3 separate regions of the Drosophila melanogaster genome follow, and all the other regions are linked to region 3. Evidence: chromatin contacts called from public Hi-C and HiChIP or PLAC-seq data. All regions are on one chromosome and are shown on one strand. The core of a region is the stretch at or near the end of the contact, and the rest is flanking DNA. Distances in the headings are between cores, read along the strand shown. Region 1 holds the start of CG4000. Region 2 holds the start of Hs6st (Heparan sulfate 6-O-sulfotransferase). Region 3 holds the start of Ir92a (Ionotropic receptor 92a).

What was found. Hi-C and Micro-C count contacts between places; a contact is called where the count stands out from the background. HiChIP or PLAC-seq counts read pairs in DNA pulled down with a chosen protein or histone mark.
Region 1: a Hi-C map of the Kc167 cell line shows a contact between it and region 3, with 1.8 times the contacts expected there. The contact joins the promoter of CG4000 here to the promoter of Ir92a in region 3. A contact is called at or near these places in 6 of 107 Hi-C or Micro-C datasets (the Kc167 cell line, the PNm cell line, the S2 cell line and 2 more).
Region 2: an H3K27ac HiChIP or PLAC-seq map of the Kc167 cell line shows a contact between it and region 3, with 2.8 times the contacts expected there. The contact joins the promoter of Hs6st here to the promoter of Ir92a in region 3. A contact is called at or near these places in 2 of 107 Hi-C or Micro-C datasets (both in the S2 cell line) and 1 of 6 datasets of contacts at active chromatin or transcription factors (the Kc167 cell line).

Annotation. Positions count from the first base shown.
Region 1 is chr3R:20,675,693-20,679,614 of dm6, forward strand. CG4000 reads right to left here and starts at 1,659. Exons shown (of 3, transcript NM_142649.4): 1 at 1,576-1,659; 2 at 750-1,513; 3 at 532-682. The coding sequence starts at 1,590. The coding sequence ends at 670. It overlaps lncRNA:CR43452 (long non-coding RNA:CR43452), which reads left to right and starts at 2,491. Exons shown (of 1, transcript NR_048437.1): 1 at 2,491-3,387. It also overlaps asRNA:CR45024.
Region 2 is chr3R:20,005,742-20,010,269 of dm6, forward strand. It overlaps Hs6st (Heparan sulfate 6-O-sulfotransferase), which reads right to left and starts at 2,771. Exons shown (of 6, transcript NM_001275821.1): 1 at 2,420-2,771; 2 at 494-918. The coding sequence starts at 679. It overlaps MED25 (Mediator complex subunit 25), which reads left to right and starts at 3,206. Exons shown (of 1, transcript NM_142597.4): 1 at 3,206-4,528. The coding sequence starts at 3,319.
Region 3 is chr3R:20,337,474-20,341,771 of dm6, forward strand. It overlaps Ir92a (Ionotropic receptor 92a), which reads left to right and starts at 1,500. Exons shown (of 10, transcript NM_001104375.2): 1 at 1,500-1,551; 2 at 1,606-1,823; 3 at 1,876-2,029; 4 at 2,664-3,028. The coding sequence starts at 1,500.

The sequences.
Region 1 (3,922 bases), core at 409-2,908, 340 kb after region 3:
ATTGAATAGAAAAACAGTGAATGCAGCTGAGCAGAAATTGTTAAAGGAGTTCGAAAGGTTAGCATAGTTTCCCTTAGGGTTTGACATTTTCCCACATGAATATTCAATTGAAAGCCGCACCGTGATACAATGTATTATATGCTCTATTTTAGTGTTGGCTGAAACATGTCTTGGAGCGCCCCTTTTGAAATTAACATCAACTGATTGGCATGCAATTAGCATTTTCCCCTGGAAAATCGGCTAGGGAAAAGCATATGTAAAGTACATTGCCTACTTTTGGGCATAATTTATGCATTACTCAACCCGACATTCAAAAGCTACTGTCAGAGCTTTTGTACACATCCGATTCTAATTGACAGATGCTGGTGTTGTTTCAGTATTAATTCAGTTCAAATATAGAACACTTCGAAAATAGAGTGACTAACCCAATTCCATTAGGTCAACTTATACATTAAAAGGTCGCCTATGTGACCGACCACCATTTGACCTTTGTTCACAATGTGTGATGGAATAAAAACCACAAAAGCAATTACTGTGTGATCGAATTTTAATATTCGCTTGCCTTAGCTTAGGGTAAATGTGAGCTCCAAAAACATTGACTAGCTTTAGGACTAACTTAAATGACCATCAAAGGGGGTTAAGGCAAATGGCACAAAGGTCACCGGGCGTTTACACAACGTGACTGCAAGTAATGTGAGAAAATGATAGTCTTGGTGATGTAATAATTTCACAGCTCCATTTTTACTTACATCGCATTTGGCTCTGGATCAGCCCAAACGGGTGCGGGAATCAGGACAGCCGCCTGAACAGGAATCGCTGCCGGCGCCGGCTGGGGAGCAGCTCCTCCAGCTCCACCACCGCCTCCGGCTCCATTGCGTGCTCCCTTTCCACCCTTGCCGCCTTTTCCACCCTTGGAGCCATCCGGACCGTCTGGCCCATCGGCTCCATCAGCGCCATCTTCGCCATCGGGCTGAGGACCCGCTGGACTCGGCGCTCCGGGCTGGCCACTGTCTCCGCTCTGGCCGGATGTGGCCGTTCCGCCACCGCCGCCGCCTCCTCCGCCGCCACCGCCTCCAGCGCTGCCTCCACCACCAGCTCCACCTGCTCCTCCCGCTCCGCCTAGAAGTGCTCCAGCCTGTCCCGCTTGTCCGGCACCTCCTGCTCCACCGGCCTCCGCCGGAGCAGGGGCATCTTGGGCGTCTACAGATTGTGAGGCAACCAAACTCAGGGCAGCAGCTCCTGCGTCACTGGCTGTAATGCTTCCACTGCCACTCTGGCTTAGTTCCGGGTCCGAGTACTCTCCCTCCAGACCAGGCTGTGGCTGCCACGAGCCATCTTCGGGGGGCGAAGGCGGCTTGTAGGAGCCATCGTCTTCCGGCGGAGGAGGAGGTGGCTGGACTAGCAAGACAACGGGTGGAGACAGCAGATAGGTTCCGACTGCAGGAAGACCCACGGGCACAACATGACCATGGGACTCCTCCCAGTAACTGATAGCCAAGAGGCCGAGAAAAAACTGGTTAGGGGAATGAAAAATTAGACGTCTTCGACATAATGTGTGCTCGTCGCTCCACTCACCACTGTGGCACGCATTTTGGAGAGCTAGTTTCCGATCCCTTCGAGTCCGTTCTCGACAGCTTCCACGGCGGGACTGACTCGGTTGGCAATGCCCTAGGCCAGCTTTTATACGGTCATACGGAGATCGCTGGTTGCGACTGCTGATTAATTGTGAGCAGGGGCACTGTCTATACTTGGAAGCTGCTGCCACTTTGCATGGCACCTGCATAAATCAAGTGCTACCAACGCTAATTGCAGCAACAACAGTTACGAGAGACAATGATCTTGTTAATGTGTGTAATGTGCACCATAAGGCTTGACCACCCGATCAAAAGACGCAGTTGCCATTACACCTGAACTTGGCCTTTTGATTGACACGAGCCAGTCTTCGGAACGTTGGCTGCCCTACATGAACCCATATATGGAGTTGGCAATACATTCTTGTCTATCAGATTTACGAGGTCAGTTGAATAATTTATAATATTAATTTTAATAAATCTCTATAATTAATTTATTATTCAAAGGCTTCCTACCCTTGGAGACTCAAATAAGTACTATTACGCCATACAATGTTGGATATATATTATGAAAATATTTAAAAATCACAGCTAAACGATTACCATAAAATTTAAATTTCATTTAAAAGAAATCATAAGCCTATTTTTTAATTGTATTGTATTGACAACATTACTCCACAAATATACATTTACAGAGGGTATTTGCAATTTTACTATAAGGTAGAAGGGATGACAGTGAAAAAGGGGTAATAAAATAACCGACTCTCCCACTGTCTCCAGCATCCAGTTAAGATTCTTGAAATTTCTTACTTGCTTAATCTGCTAATAAATAATTAAAATGGTTTTTTAAATGCAGCAACTGCCGGCGACGAGCTGCTTTGCCGCGGATAAGATAAAACGCCATTCATGGCTCTGAGGCGTCAGTTGGCAATCCGAGCTTCGCAAGGAGGTTGACTATTGTTGACCAGTGGTTGCTCTGAGTTTTTCTAAGTTGGCGTTGACTCAATAGCTTGGCTCGATTGCATGGGACGGCTGTGGTGGAATGGTGGATGCTTCCCAACCGGTTTCCACGCGCAACCTATCAACGCGTCGAAATGTGTAGCACAGTGGCGGAGAAAATTAAACGACTCGCCAAATAAAGCGAACGGAGCGAAGAGCTCCGCGTGGCTGTTGGGCGCCACATAAATGATGAGCAACTATTAAACTCTGTGCAGCTTCAACTAAATCAATTAAGCCAACAAGCTAGAAACAACAACAACAGCCACATGGCCCAGAAGGAGCTGCGCCAGCAGGCAGCTAAACAAAGTAATGGCAACGAGGCCATTATCATCATCGTCCTGTGACGCATTCCCGTTCCCCGTTCCGTGCTCCGCCAATTCCCACTCTCCGGCTCCCAACCTCATCCCCATTTCCCTGGTCTCGTCATCGTTAGCATTTAGCAGCACAAGCAACAACATAACTCACGGCAGGCAGGGGAGGACCAGCTCGGCAGGACCAGGAGGTAATGGAGTCGTCTAGGTTGGGGTCGGGGGCGCATTCTGTTTGCCCATCCGTGCGTTTCCCAGCTGAGATAGCGCTGGTGCGAAGTGCGTGTGTGGGTGTTGGCTACACTCATCGAAATGGTCGATGTGCCAATGGAAACCTATGCTTCGGCTACCACACCTATGATAAAAACGTATTTTTATTGATTTGTTTTTTGTGGCATCTTCCTGGAGGATGTGCCGCAGATAACATAACTTAAGGCAATAGTCTCAGTATAAAACAGAAGTTCAGAAGACGATACAGTAATAAATTTTAATATTTGTATTAAAACTGCAACTGACAATATTTTGTTTAATAGAAATTTAAATATTTTTATTGATATTGATAATTAGGAAAATGACAGAAAAAAATGGGTTTGTCATATATGAAATAAAATTACTGAATATAAACCTAAAAAGGGAATTATAAAAGTCAGTGAGATTAGTTATGAATTACAAATATATGTACTTCAATAATAAGAATTTACAATTCAATATGACGCAAAAAAAGCAGCAAAAAAATATGTGGAAATCTATTAATCAAATTTTAGGAAGATATATAAGCACAACCAATTAATTATATATCTAAGATAATTTAAATATAGCGATGCATTGGTTTTACACGAATCGCCTACGTTGCGGTTTATTAAATATTTTATTGGTTGTCCTTTTGCCAGATCCTCATGTCTTACGCTTATTTTCTATGTGTAATTCCCTAGCGAAAGTTTGTGCCAATTAGGCAAGAGAAACTTTGGAACGCGACAGGACAGGCACGTGGAAATATGCCAGCAGTTCAGACTGAGATTCCTTTTGCTGGCGCTGCACAAATTC
Region 2 (4,528 bases), core at 1,521-4,020, 330 kb before region 3:
ATGAATAATAACACAGAAGCACAATCGCCTGCAAGCGAAATCTTATTATGTTACACATTTTCCATTTTTGGAGGAATTTCATTAGCACCTTTGCGTTTGCGTAAACAATTTCCGAGTTTTAAAGGCGCCAACCGAAAGGCTGTAAACAAAACATTTTGTTTTGTCTAATTAAAGCTCCCAAAAAATTGATAAACATCGAGAAAGAGTTCTATATTATAAAAGCTGTCTTTAGCGCCGAAGGGAAAAACACTCCAACGCATATTTTTATACGAATATTTTAAATAATAAATTTATTAATGCGCCATAGCAAAACAAGTTTCGTGCGATCCAAAAATGTATGAATGGTAATTCCAATAAAAGCACACATGTACGGCAAATATTAATGAATAAATTCAGCATTTCGCCAATTGGTGTGCTAATTTGCATTGGAGCCAAGTAACAGAAAATTATAAATTATAAGCAATGGGAATTAATGAGGGGATTTGGCACTTACCTGATCTTGACAAAAGTATCCAAATCCGATGATGCCGGCGATGGCCAGGAAGAGGCAAAACACAATGATTGTTCGGATTTTGGAGCGCGGTTCCATTTTCTTGATTTCATAAACACCACTGGGCAGCAATAAGGCAAAATCACTATCGACTTGAACAGATACGTTCTTATGCATATCCCCGGGCATGTTCCATTCCCTGGCCTCCCTCGAAAATCGCACTAAAGGTCCAACAAGGGTCCACCCGAGTGGAGTCCAAGCGGGTATCCGTATCGGCCTAGCGCAACGAGAACCAGACGCGAATCGGAGGCGAGGCCAACTCAATCATACTTCAGTCGCTGCCCGATAAGAACTCGAAAAATGGGAACACCTTCGCCCATTGCACTTGGCGCGGAAATGGGTTTTCCTTGTCTCTCGGCTTTCAGTGCCTGCAAATGGAGTAAGAGTGAAAAACGGTTAGAAACCTATTAGTTTTGGGAGCACTACAAAAGCAACACCGTTTCCGATTAGTTACCACTTGACCATGCCGATAAAGCGGTCTGTCAAATTGTCTAGCCCTTATCTAGCCACTTACTTAGTAGCTGAAAGCTCTTCAGGGGAAAATCAAAAATAGTTTTTAAGAACCTAAATCTATGGCAGACTGATAAGAAGTTCACAATTAAAACGTACATACATAGTTAATTGGACTTTCTATTTTTTTGTTAGGGTCAAAAACTGATAAGCAGGCGGTGAAGTTGATTTATCGTTTAATCTGACCCTATTTTAATTGCAAATCTATTAGTAAGTATTCAAGACGGGCGTGAATAACAAACGTTTGTGCAATAACAAATTTATCTTTATTTGTGTGGGAAATCTTAAATTAAATTTCCACGCGCGAATGCGATCTGCAAATGTATAGCGTAACGATAAAATACATAAATCAACCAATAATGACGCAATAGTGGAAAGTGAATGGCGGAGCCGAAAGCAATGCATTTAGTATACCCTTAATCAATTAAAAATACGTTTAAATACGTTTATTATTTAAAGCAAAAAACCTACATCCGTACATGATAATACGTGCAATTACTCAAATAATAACTTATTATAGTTAAAAAATAGTTTGTACTTATTTCATTTAATATTTAAATTATCTAGTGATTCTTTATTTATAAGAACATATTGTAGTTCAGTTATAAAAATAGTTATCAATAATATGGTAAATATAATGAATGAACAGCCTTTGTTGTATGGGTGATTATTATCACAAGTCGCTTTATCTGGCTTCGATATTGTTTATATGTGATAAACCCGATTGGAAAATGCGTAACATATTAGGGTTTGAATGATATTGACTACATGCGAGTAAGTTGCATTTAGGTAGGGTATTTAAATGTACAAACACCCAACTAAAATAACTGGCGATCGGCAGTCGGAGTGACGCCCAAGCATAACTGGTGCCTTATATTTATGTAGGCGCTTTTTACTTCACGATCGGTGCTTCTGTAGCGATCACAATTATTGTAAACAAATGGAAAAGTTGCTTATTGGCAAATTGGACTAACAGAGAGACAAGAAAAAAAAGGCAGATGTGGCGAAACATGTTGCCAGGCAACAATAACAAAAAAGCATGCATGCTGTGCACACATGGCCGTTTAATTCACTTCTCTGTACTCTAAACTATACTTAAACCATGCTAATTGCCTACCCAAATTATCAGGTTTTTCGAGGCAGTGACGTCAGGGCAAGGAGTATAATTATAATAATAGAATCAAACGATTTAGCAACATTGCAGTAAAAAAAAACAGAAGCAAAGGGGAGCAACAAAAACAGAGAGAGGGCAAAATAAGAGAGAGGACAACCAGACAGAGCGAGATGCCAAACAACAGCTGTTCTTCTTGCCAGATGCGAAATGGGCAATTTAATGAAATTTATCTAGATTTCACTCACTTTTCACTTGCCAAACGTCGTGTTTGTGCACTTTTCACAATTGTCGCGGCGTCACACGTTTATTTATTTACATTTCTCTGCGTTTCAGGCGCTCGCACGCTCAATTAGCGCGCTTTCCGCTTTGTGCCACACATTCTGTGCCAGCCACAAAAAAGCCCGCAATTCGCACTTTCATGTGTTTTCGGCTATTTCTGCGATCGTTTTTCCTGCACTTGCACTGCTCAATAGCTAATGTTTAGTTAATTGACACTTTCTAAGCGTTTTGCGTATATTTTTTACGAATTATTTTGGCAAAACGACGCGGTACCAGCGTCAACGTCCGCATTCTTCAAAATCGGCGAATGAACTGAACAAAACGAACTGCGCAAGTTGGGCAATAGGAACAGCTGACCGCGCTGCCAGACTGCCGAACGGAAACTCGCTGCGAGAGTCTGGCAGCACTTGCAACCATCGATATAAACTATTGGTAACGAATATTTAAAGAATTAACTTTATAGTTCCATTGAAAATACATACATAAAACAACTATAATTATGATACCTAACATAAAACATCGTAATATCTTATTTATAGTTATCTTTTGTATGCAATATTCAATTTTAAGTTAATTAGATAAACACCAAACGTTTTTTTATTTGTGAAAATAGAAAAAGAATTCAATAGAAACAAGTTTTCAAGGCAATCTGCATATTCTTAAATCCAACTTTATGGGCACTTTTGAATATTCATTTATTTTGCAGCCCTAGCAATCGCTGAGCGATAACCATAAGTTGACTATCGATAGCAGCAGAGCGATATGCAAAACAAACGAAAAAAGTAAAAGAGCGGTGTAAAGCAGACAACATAGTTTACATTTTTTGCAACAAGTTTTTCAACTTAAAGCCAACTCCCATCGTCCAATGGAGGTGGACCAGATTCCCCTGGCCGACGTGGTCTTCGTCATCGAGGGCAGCGCCATCAACGGAGCCTACATCAACGAACTAAAGACCAACTACATCCTGCCGACTTTGGAGCACTTCACCACTGGCTCCATCGACGAGCGGGAATACCTGATTGCGGAGCGCTTTGCCACTCTGTACGGTATTGTGGTCTACCGTACAGCGGCCAATCTGCTGGAGCCAGTTTGTTCAACCTATGGTCCCTTTCTGCAGCCCCAAAAAGTGATGGAGACGATCGAAAGATTGCCACTAGTGGGAGGCGGAATGGAGTCCTGTGCCCACATGGCCGAAGGATTTGCTGCGGCCCACGGCTGTTTTGATGACATCAGCGAAAGGCGCCAGTTGCTCGATCAGACCAGCGTCCAGAGGCACTGCATTCTCATCTGCAACAGTCCGCCGTACCAGATGCCCACAACGGAGTCGTGGAAGTATCCGGGCAAATCATGTGAGCAGCTGGCGGCGCTCTTCAACGAGCGCAAAATCAATCTCTCCATTATTGCGCCACGCAAGATGCCGGTGTTGTTCAAACTTTTCATGAAGGCCGACGGAGATCAGCCCATTACGAGCAAAAACTATGCCAAGAACATAAGACACCTAGTGCTTCTAAAGGGATACAGCCTCAAGGAGAGAGCACCTAGTCCCAACAGCATGGCGGCCCAAATGGCTGCACCCAATGCGGCACAGGCTACAGTGCAGCAGCAACAACAACAGCAACAAAATCAAGCTGGTCAGCAACAACAAGGGCAGGGCATGCCCATGGACACCACTCCAGCCCAGCAGCAGCAACAGCAACAACAACAGCAGCAGCAACAGCAACAACAAGGCAATCCTCAGCAGCAGGTCATGAACATGAACACGATGCAGCAACAGCAGCCCGGTCCAAATCCCCCAGCGGGCTTACTCAATCCACAGCAGCAGCAGCAACTATTGCAGCAGCAGCAGCAGAATCAATTCGTTTCCAATCAAATGCAGAATCAGAACTTCCAGCAAAACGTGGGACCCGGCCAAAACCGCTGGATGTATCCCAACCAGCCTGGTCAGGCGCGTCCGCCCTTCATGCAGGGAGCAGGCAATGTGGGCGGTGTGGGCCAAGGCGGCGGCATGCAACAGAATCCAAATTCTGCTCTGATATCGCGCATTAATGCGCCGCCGCCGAACCAAACTGTGACCT
Region 3 (4,298 bases), core at 250-2,749:
TTTATTGAAATTAGCCAACCGTTGTAAACTATTTCATAAAAATATCCATGGTTTCATTACATGTACCAATTATTCACAAATGCATCAAACAACGATAATCTTGGGTACCAAATTGCTTAAACTTTTCGTGTGGTTTTATGAACCCCGAAATCCAACGCTAATTTCATAACGTGACTTTCGAAGTAAAACTTTAATCACTTTATCAACCCGTCGCCTCATTCGCTTTATTGCCACCCCGCAAAGCGTTTGAGAAGATAAATATCGGTTCATGGATTTTTAATGCCATTGACTTTCGAGTAACTCGGTCTGGGGTAACATACCGCTTGAGTGTTTAATTGCCCTTCAGTGCCGTGCCATGTGTGTGGATCTCTGGGTAGGGATGCTATGATTTCTTTTTTACGATTTTCGGGGGGATCCCAGCAGGTTGTCGAGGCAATAAAATCGCCGCCTGCTGTGCACTCAAATGACCAGTAGCCGGACCAGAAGCAGCCTGATTCCCCTGGCTCTGCGTCCTTGGTTCAATGGCACGGCGGAGTCTCCATCGGGCTCTCCTTTGGCTCGCCAGGAGCAAATCCCTTAATCTGTCTTTCAATTTCAAATAACCCAATGGTTAAGCACTCGCAACACTCGCACATTCACTGCCACAGTGCCACACTGCCTGTCTCGACTGTCCATTTGTGTTACCACATCGGCAATGGCGGCGACTCGTCCTGTCGTCCTGTGTCTCCAGGCCCCCTTAACCCCTCACGACCAACAGAATTTGCTGGCAGACCAATTGAATTGTTTCAATTGACACTTGGCCTGGTCCCGGCTCAGTTTCTGTCGACTGTGGATCTGTGGACCTTTAGCTTCGTTTCGGGCTTTGTTCGCTTTCATAATGAAAGTCAGTCGTTTGGCCGCATTGTTGTCGCTAATTTGTGGGAGTGCTAATTGGCCCACAGCCAGGGGTTAACCCAGATCACTGCGAGAAATGGAAAACAGAACGGCTACCAAGTGCACTTAGTGCATCGTCTTTTCATGGCAAACTAAGGTTTGTTTTTTTTTCATATGATTGAAATTTGAATAAAAATATATGCCCCAAAGTGCCTACTCAATGCACTTTGAACTTTGGAATTTTATTCTATTACCCAGCTTACTCTAATACCATTATGCTTTGGCCCAGTGTCCACAATTGATTTCCAGCCGATAGATGCTTTATCATATACGTATATTTAAGTTTTACTAAACTTAGGCTTTCCGCTTGACTTACCCGAGGCAGCCATTGTCAAGTTCTTGTTTGTTTACTGAATTATGCAAATATCGTAATGTGGTGTGTGCGTTTCATTAGGCTAATGACTAAGCAAATACTGCCCGTTTCCAGTTTGCGATGATAGGACCTATCGGAGGTTTTCAATTACAGTTCGAGTTAAAATCAATTTACGGGTCAATCGAATCGGTCATTAAAAGCCAGTCGTATAAAAGCATGAAATCTTGGAAAATGGAATCAAAAGGCAGTCGTGATGTTGTTGCAACCGCTGGTGATGCATTTAAGCCAATTGCTTCGGATTATAGGTAAGGCAACACCGCCTTACACTTCCCAGCCAACTTAAGCCAATTCCATTCTAGTCGGTCAATACTTTGCTGAATTTCCATCGATTTTGATTGTCTACAATAACTCGGCCTCGACAACTCCTCTTCAGTTGGAGTATTTAAGTGCTTTGGAATTAGTTCTTCGGGAATTGAGTAAGCCAATTAGGCTGCAATGGATTAATGTAGCATTCTTAAAGGACTTAAACGATCTGGAGGATCAAGTTATGGGTGCTTTGAATAGCAGCGTCACAGAGGTAAGTTTTTGATTCTAACGCTACTTGTTGACATCATGACTTTCATATTTAGGGATTCATTACGATCTTATCGCAAACGCACCACTTTATTCACGCCCGATACTACGCCACTCGCAATGCAAATGTGCGACTAAAGGATAAGCGGTATTTGTTCCTGTGCGAGGACGAAAGCCCTGCGGAATTGCTCTGCATGGATATACTGCAGTGTGAGTACGGTTTATAGATGCTCATAAAGAGACTATGAATAAGCCGTTTCAATTGAGTGTTCCTGTCATGTTCTACGCGGTTCAAACTATCCCCCCGTCAGCATCAATTTATTAGCTAAAGCGGTGGCTTTCCGCCACCTCCCTGGGGGCGTGGCAAAACAAGTCAAACTGGAAAAGTTTCCTTTGGGCCCACAACACGCGGCGAGCCTGGCGTAAACATGGTGGCGAAACAGCCGCAGGACATTCGTGGCCAGTTGATCAAACTTTAGCACTTGCCAATAATTTCAACACTCCACAGTGCCGTGTTCGATTGTAAACTTGGGCCATTTGGACATGGACCGCTGATTTGTTCATTGTTTTCTGTCTGGCTGTTGACACTTTTGACTCTAAACTAATCGAGAAGGAGGACAATCAGTTATAAATGTGTTCTTCAGACACAAATACTTATAACAATTTATAGAATTTCGCTATCAGATACCTTTTAAAGTGATCTTATAAATAATACCTTAATACTAGGTAAACCTTATTCGATATCTCTCAATTTCTAAAAGAAGTCCGTGTTCGTTTTTATATCCCCTGCCCGATTGTTTTCTCTGCTTGTCCGACATCGGGAAATCGTTGTAATGTGCTTTAGTCTACCCTCACCATCTGATGGTCCGACCTGGAACGGAAACGGCCCCAACAGGACCAACAGGACCCCATCCAGACCCCAGGCGCGGAGGAGGCGCATCGGTAAGCACGAAAAACAAGGACGATGGCGAAGGAGGAGCAGGAAACAAAACCACTTCTCCCTACCGCGACATCAATTTCGAGCTGTGGACACAAAAGTTTGTCGGTGCCGTTGGTAATTTGGATGCCCTGCTCCTGGACGCATTCTTGCCGAACGAAACTTTTGCCAACCGGGTCGAACTTTATCCCAACAAGCTGCTCAATCTGCAGCGCCGCAGCCTGCTCGTTGGCTCCATTACTTATGTCCCATATACGATTACTAATTATGTGGTAAGTAATTGCCGGTTAAGTTTATATTTATCGTTTGTTGTTGCCTATGCAGCACTGAGAGAAATCGCATTCGTTTCATATCGCCAAAGTAGTAAACCAAGGATTAAAAAAATAGTGAGCAATTTTTGGGAGACTTTTTAAAAACTTTCTATATCTATATCTACATCTATCTATTCTATAACTATAGTCAATTTTTAGTTAAATTAAATTAAATTTTAAAAATTATTATTATTATTTAAAGCTTAATTTTGAGTTTTTGCAATTTGTACAGATATGTATTTCGTTGCTTTAACAAGTAATGTTGTGTATTTATTTCCCAGAAGAGGAATACAAGGTGGTTAGGTTTTTTTCCGTGCCTTCCTTATGGCCAGCCAGCTTTACCAAAATGCCAGAGATTTGCACGCCAACATTAAGCAAAGCCAATTGGTCGTCCTTGCTCCCATTTACCTCATCTCGCCTCGCCACTCTTCAGCTCCCCAAATGTTGAGAACTCCTCATCTTCATCAGGCTCATTCACATCGTTGTCTTTGGATTAGTCGGACTCACTGTGCGAACTCATCGTGAATAAATGTCCAGTGGTGGCCCCATTGACTAAATTTGTATGTTTGCCTGTATGTGCGGGGATTGTGGGTGCTTGTGTGTGTTTGGCGGTGGTGGTGTGGGTGAGGGTGCTTAGTTATTTTCCTTTGTTGTCCTTGCGGGCAACGACTTCGGCAACTAAAATGTAAGCACATGTTGTGCTGCGGTGCCTAGTCCGTGGTAATCACTGCTGGGAGTTGCCAGCACTCGTCTCCATGAATTGTTCAAACACAAAAAGCACTGTATCTGTAAAACTGCGAAAAAAACTATTTATTCATAATTAAAAAATGTAAAAAGTTTTATTGATATTTTTACACCTAAAATTCAATTTAAATTTGTATTACTTTTATTGTTAATTAGATTATTGAGTGACAATTATTATTCTAGATAATACTTAACAGTAACTCAATTACAACATTACCATCTAATCTTGTTCAGGTATTTTTTCATTCTGAGTACTAATCCCTGTTATCCCATTGTAACCACAGAAAGGACAAAAAAGAATGAAGCTTTTGTTGTCATTTGGCAAAAGTTTTGTTCGCACTCAATTGTTTGCCTTAAGGACATTTGCACATTTGTAAACACACGCACGCCCAGCCAAACACTAACACCAACACCAATTCCAGCACTCACACTTATACACACTCACGGATAGGCAAACAGCCACAAGCATGTGAGTGTGGTTTTGTTT